Linked DNA regions of Mus musculus: region 1 is linked to region 2. The links are chromatin contacts, called in public promoter capture Hi-C maps. All regions are on one chromosome and are shown on one strand. The core of a region is the stretch at or near the end of the contact, and the rest is flanking DNA. Distances in the headings are between cores, read along the strand shown.

Region 1 (3,063 bases), core at 472-2,971, 2.0 Mb after region 2:
ATGTCCACTTGCATCACTCCCTACGTATCAATCACAGCAATGGGCCTCTGAAAACACACTCATAATTGCACCTCTTCCTCTCAGGTACGTCTTACTAAACAAATCCTTTAGCAACTCCTTATTGAGAAAAGCAAAGCCTTACAAAGCTTCCTTGACCATCGGGCCCAACCTGCCTGTCCAGCTTCCTCTGTGGCATTCACCAAGTTCCTGACCTCTCTTAATCCCGGGAGCTACCAAACTTCTCCAAGAAGTTGCTGCTCTCCTCTTAGGCTGGAAATGCCTCTCTCGTCTTGCAGGTTTCAACATTAAACTCACCTCCCTATCCCAAACTATTTATTTCCTTGGCTCTCTCTCAGAGCAAGCCAGTTGTTCAGTTTTTACTATTTGTTTTATATTATATGTCTATAGATCTAGATAGATATGCACACCTGTTTACGGACAATTTAGATGAGAGTCTGTAAAACCCTAAATCCAGAGGAATGTTAGTTTCTTCATTTCTGCATGCCTGCATAATACAGTTTCTAAAATACTTTTAGCTTTCAAACAGCTAATAAGTGGATGAAATCAGAGTAACTGTTCCAAGGTTGATTTTTTTTAATCTACCCATTGAGATCACTCACAGACAATTTAAACTCGCTGTCATAAATATCTTATTCTTCACAGCCAAGCAGCACAGCAGACATTAATCCACTTTACAGATGAGGTACTTTGCTACAACCGAAATGCAGGTGGTCCTAACTCCAAAGTCTGGGCACCACCTTTCCTATAACGCAGCCTTTTACAATTATAAAATGTAGCCATTGTGTCATTCTTATAAAACAGCCAAAGATTACACACAAGAAAGTTTCCCTTTTGCAAACTAAAAAACCATATTCAAAATCTTCACTCCCTGTAGCCAGATGGCTCTCTCTGAATGTTCCACCTGGCACCGGTTACTTCAAAAGCATCATTAGGCTCTGCTGAAATGCATCTTCGTACAAACTCGGAAATTACGTGTATGCAAATGAAATCCAAAAGCTTCCAAAGATGAACGTACTCTTGGCTTCCCAATATGCACTCACTGGCAATACAGCCTTTTTAAGTTCTCCTGGCCCTTTCAAAACGTCACCCCCTGCCCACGGTTACTGTAAATAATGTAACGGGTATTGACTAGATACATTTGCTCCTTCAGTTTTCTGAAAGTCCAACACCAGTCTTCTCAGGAGAAACACAATAATCTCTCAAGTATATCCCCATTTTAAGTACAGGTATTTTAAAGAGTAGCCCATAACTGACTTCCCAGTACTTAATTTGACGGAATACACAAGCCGGCTCTCTAACACTGGAGATCAGAGACAAACTGCATACTACAAACATCTGTAAAAGGCTGTTTTCTCCAGGAGAAAAACTACCAGACGTCTTGGTTTTGCCCGAGTTAGTTCGAGTCTAAAGGTCGTAAGAATTCGGAAGCAGGGAGCCCAGGGGCAGGGACTCAGATGATGATACCGGGATACTCTGGTACCAGGGGCCATGGAGGACACGGCAGCGGTGGGGATCCAAGGCCGGACAACCCACTGTTCCTCTCCCAGAGGCCCAGGCGCTTCTGTGGCGACGGGGATGAAGCGTCCCCACGGGGAGTCGAGCCAGCGGCTTCGACCTGTGAGCCTGGAGACCGGACACTCACCTCGGCGCCCGCTGACCGGCACTCAGCGGCTCAGGCTGCGCTGGTAGGCAGTCTAAAAACACAGGGAGGGCGGGGCTACGGGGCGGAGCCTGCGGAGAGGCGGGCCTGGCTAACTGGAGTAGGGTTCGGGGAAGAAGGGGGCCAGGGCAACGAAACCTCGCGATAGTTCGCCTCAGTTCTCGCTGTCCTACAATAGGCGGGATGAGAGAGTCATTTTCAGAACCAGACGCTTATTGGCTGAGAGCGCGACTTCCTCTAGCGTCCTGGCTTCCGGCTCCGGCTTGGAGCTGGGTGTTCAGAAAGTGGGTGTACTGCGTTAGCGTTTAGGTGGGTTGTTTAGATGGCGCCAGCCTCAGCGTCTCCAGTCAGTTCTTTTAGTCACACATTCATTCCGCTGCCAACAGTCAAACTCGACGTCGAGCGATTAAATCCCTGGCATCGCCCTGTGTAGCCTTGCATCTGTTCGATCAGCCATTCCGGCTACTGTTCCACCGCCAGTCTGACTTAAACAGAAGCCGTCGGGCTTAGGTAACGCAAGTCAATGGAGTCAACAAGCAGAACTTAAGCACCGGATTTAATGTCTCCGAACGCTCACTGATCGCTGCCGAAGGTGGTGTCTACCTTTAGACAAGCGTGGCGCAGGCATGGTGCTGCACGCCTGAATCCCAGTGATCTGAAAGTGGAGACAGGAGTAAAGGCCAGCCTCAGCTACGTGAAGGCACTGCCTCGTAAATAAAAATTTAAAAAGAAACAGGCCCTAGTGTGAGAAATAACTGAGGACAATCACAATTTGGTGAAATAACCTGGCAGTTCCTGTATGGCTAAGTAGACGGTCGATGAATACCTTAAGACTAAAAACCCGATTGTTCTGATGCAGCAAGCCTCTGCTACTCTAAGGCTGAGGCTGTAGGTGAAACCAATCACAAGTATTTCAAAAAGAAAGGGTGCAGGTGCGTAGCTCAGTAGAGGCACTCAGGTCAAGCCCCAGTACCAGGGAAGAAAAGTGAACATTTTTTTAAATGCAGTGCACAGAGATGCAACAACTTTCGATCTTTAAAATTTCCTCTAAGACTTAACTCTATTGTTTGACGAAACCCATTATGTACATGAGGTGTCTCAAATCCATCCCCCGCCCCCCATTAGGACTTACCCTTTGGGGGTTGGAGAGATGGCCCAGGGGTTAAGAGCACTGACTCCTCTTTCAGAGGTCCTCAGTTCAATTTCCAGCAACCACATGGTGTCTCGCAACCATCTAATTAATCTGATGGACTCGGATGCCTTCTTCTGGGTTGTCTGAAGAGAGAGACAGTGTATGCACATACATAAAATAAATACATCTTTTTAAAAACAAACAGAAAACCTTATTCTTTGTCCTTTAAAAAAAATTGATGAGCTTTTGA
Region 2 (3,550 bases), core at 913-3,412:
TGTTGTGCCTGCCTGTGAGTGTGCAGATGCATCTTCCTATGTGTGCATTTGCATGGGGAGGTCAAAGGACAGCCTGGAGTATTATTCCCCAGGAACCCACTACCTTGTAATAAAGCCTTTCACTAAAACCTGGACTCTTCGTTTAGGATAAGCTGGCTGGCCAGCAAGCCCCCAGGGATACACCTGTGTCTATCCATCAGTGCTGGATATCACTTTCTGGTCCTCATGCTTGTAAGGTAAGCACTTCACCACTGAGCTATCCTAGCCTCTCTGTTTCTCTCTTCCCCTTTCTTCTTCCCTTCTGCTTTCTTTCTAGTTTTTTTTTTATCTTGCTATGTAGCCCAGACTAGCTTTAAGCTGATGGCTACCCCCATCCACCACTACCACTGCTTCCACCTCCAGGAGTGCTGTACAGATGTACACCACTGCACCCAGCTGTGCCTCTTCTTCCCACAGAAGAGGTCTTCAATTTCCACATGGAAGACAATGGCATCTCTTGCTGGGAGTGATCTGTGAATCTGATTAACTCCTCAGCTCCTTCCACCTATTCCCCAGAGTTACATTTATCCACCTGTCTGTCCACCTTGCTCACATTACCCAGACTCCATTTCTCAGAGTAATTTCTCACCCTTGAACTATCCCACCCCAAGATAAACCCTATTTTGGAACTCTTATTGCCTCCATTACCTAGATTACATCATGAGACATGTTTGACTAAATGCTACCCTCTGTGCCTTAGTTTCTGCATTATACATGGGTATAATGGTATCATCTCTTTTAATGAAGATTTAAGAAGTGACTATTTCCAAATCGCTTCGTTCATGTCTTGGCACATTCTAGGAACTTAAGAACAGTAAAAGCCAACTTTTGTTCTTGCCACAGGAAGCTTCTTGCTCATGGTTATAAGAGAAACAAAGTCATGTGTGAACTTATTACTGGAGTCTTTAGAGTCAAAGCCTGGCTTCTGGAAGTTTCAACGACATAAGCTCAGCTAACCCTCTGAAACATGCCAATTAAAATGACAGTTAACAATAAAAAGCAGAGAAAGGAGATTTATTCATTGTGGTTACAGTGGGAAGATGAACAGCTACAGGGGTTCAGCCACCTACCCCAAGCCCGTCATTGGGGTGCTAATATGAGGTTTAAGTTTAAGTAGAGGCCAGTGGTGGAGGTGTGGCTCCATCATCGGCTTAGTTCCAGTCTGTCCAGCAATTCCTAGGGCAACTCCTCCCCCAGGGGGCAGCAGGGCTTCAGCCCTTTCCTGCTCCAGGATGAGAGCTTAATTCTTTGCGGACCACTGTTTCCAAAGTCCGATAGCACAAATGTTTCTACTTAAAATAATCTTAAGACAGTTATAAACAGCATTTGCTCTAGACTCAAATAGTGAACAATGTTGTGCTGGCCAGGCTGAAGTTTTTGTAGTGCTCTTCTGTGTGTCCTTGCCAAGTGCCACTGTATTTGCACAGCCTTGGCATGAAGGTCTATTTTCAATGGCCGCTTTTCAGAACCTGTTTGCACAGTGTGGTGACTGCAAGAATTTAAGAGGGGAATGAAAGAAATCCATCAGGCTTTGCTAACGGTTTGGACAATCTGGTCAAGAGACGCACCTCCTCTGGGCTTCAATATCTCAAACTCCAGTTTCATTAGACTGAACACACTTCCAGTAGCACCTGGACATGCCTCCAAACGCTAAAGATGCCCATCCGGTGGTCCCACTCCTGCTGCCTAGGTCCAGAGCGTAGTTCTCAATCCTGCAGTGCACCCAACATTGGCCGTGTTCCTGCCCGTGCTCCCTGCCACACTCCCCTGCCCATTTTCCTTGTTTTATGAAGCATTGCTCAGCCGTCTCATCTTCCCCAGCGATGATGCCGCGCTGTCTCATCGCTTCTCCTCTGAAATGATGCCTACCCTTGCCCCTCCCATCACTCCTGCCCCGCCCTTCATTATCCTATAGCCCGCCCCTCTTCTTTGCCCATCGCCTGGCCTCTGCACAGTTGCCCCGATATGGCCCCGCCTCTTGCCCGTGCATCGCTCCGCCCCATGCAGGGATACCCAGCTCCAGCCCCGCCCCTCTTCCTCCATCGCCCCGCCCCATATAGTGATGCACCCCCACTTCACCCCGCCTCCCGAAGTCCTTCAGCTCCGCCCCGCCCCGTCTCCTTGTCACTCTGGCTGGGCTGGCGGGCTCAGGTGGCACAGGGAAGCTACCATGGCGGCCCAGGCCCTGGCGGCTCAGGCGGTGGCCTCGCGCCTGCAGCGGCAGGAGGAGGACATCCGCTGGCTGTGCGCGGAGGTGCAGCGCCTGAGGGACGAGCAGCTGCGCGGGCCCGAGCGGGGCCAAGCCGAGGGCCCGCGCCTGACACGCGAGGTGGCACAGCTCCAGGCGGAGAACCGCGACCTGCACCAGCGCCTGTGTGGCCTGCGGCTGCGCCTGGCGGAGCAGCGCCGCACCGAGGCCGGGCGAGCGGCGGCGCACGAGGTAACCGGCGGCCCAGGAGTACGCACTCAGCGGGTTCCAATTCTGCACCCGGGTGCGGACAGGGCTGCAGGGTGTGTCCCCGCCCGCGCCCTGCCCACTGCCCACGGCCTGGGGAACCGCTAGGTTTCCACCAACCTCCTAACTGACCAGCTGGTATAATTTCTCAGCTCTTCATTGGACAGACTGCAAACAACATTTTTTCCCTCCAGTAGCAGATCAAACTGAGGTGCATGCCTCTAATCCAGAACTCTGGAGGCTGAGGCAGGAGGATGGCTGAGAATTTAAGGCCCGCCTGGAGTAAATATTGAGAATCAGGTCGGCCAGGGCAATATGAGAAGACGCTGTCTCAAATAAAAACTTTTTAAAAGGCCGCTTCAGTGTTTAAGAGTCACAGTATCCTTGGAGAAGAGGACCTAACAGTTTCTATTCTCTCTGCTGGCTGGTTCTGTGCTATCTGAAGACAGGTTATTTTTACTGTCTTATTTTGGTGGTTTGCTTTGAGGCCTATATGTGATCTGTATATTTAACAGAAGTATTTGATTACAGTATTTTCATGTTTTAGAAGATTATTAAGTAACAAATTAGAAGAATTTTTTTTCTAAGTTCTAAAGGCTTTCTAAAACTGAGGGGTTTTTGGTTTTTGTTTTGTTTGTTTGTTTTGTTTTTGCTCTGGCAACATCTAATGAAATAGTGCAATGAATAAGAGTCTGGTGGCAGCCACAATTTCCAGTGACATTATTTGTTTAAAGTTTAGGGAAGAGTGACAGAGAGACACAGAGACTGTGTGTGTTGCAGGCTATGGGACCCATGGCCTTGTGAATACTGGGCAGTGCTCTATTACTGAGCTACACCCCCAGTTTTAATGTGCTCGGACAGATAGGGCTGAACTCTGAAACCAGATCCCTGAGGGTTATAAGTAGATCCTGGTTCCCACAGCCCAGCCGGGACTCTCCAACCATGGGCCCTGCCGTGAGCTCTCTGGGTTTCCTCCTTCCCCGGGTTTCTCATGTACTGCTCTTGCCTCCCATTATCTTTCAGCCTCCTACCCAAAACCAAGAGAAGGACACAAAG

What was found. Promoter capture Hi-C pulls out the DNA fragments that hold promoters and counts their contacts.
Region 1: a contact with region 2 is called in a promoter capture Hi-C map of pre-B cells, with 5 times the contacts expected there. The contact joins the promoter of Lrrc28 here to the promoter of Tarsl2 in region 2. A contact is called at or near these places in 1 of 39 promoter capture datasets (pre-B cells), 1 of 484 Hi-C or Micro-C datasets (CD4 T cells) and 2 of 9 other capture datasets (adipose tissue and liver).

Annotation. Positions count from the first base shown.
Region 1 is chr7:67,643,515-67,646,577 of GRCm38.p6, forward strand. It overlaps Lrrc28 (leucine rich repeat containing 28), which reads right to left and starts at 1,722. Exons shown (of 10, transcript NM_175124.5): 1 at 1,664-1,722. It also overlaps a transcript of Ttc23 not described here.
Region 2 is chr7:65,642,736-65,646,285 of GRCm38.p6, forward strand. Tarsl2 (threonyl-tRNA synthetase-like 2) reads left to right here and starts at 2,163. Exons shown (of 19, transcript NM_172310.2): 1 at 2,163-2,479; 2 at 3,518-3,550. The coding sequence starts at 2,210.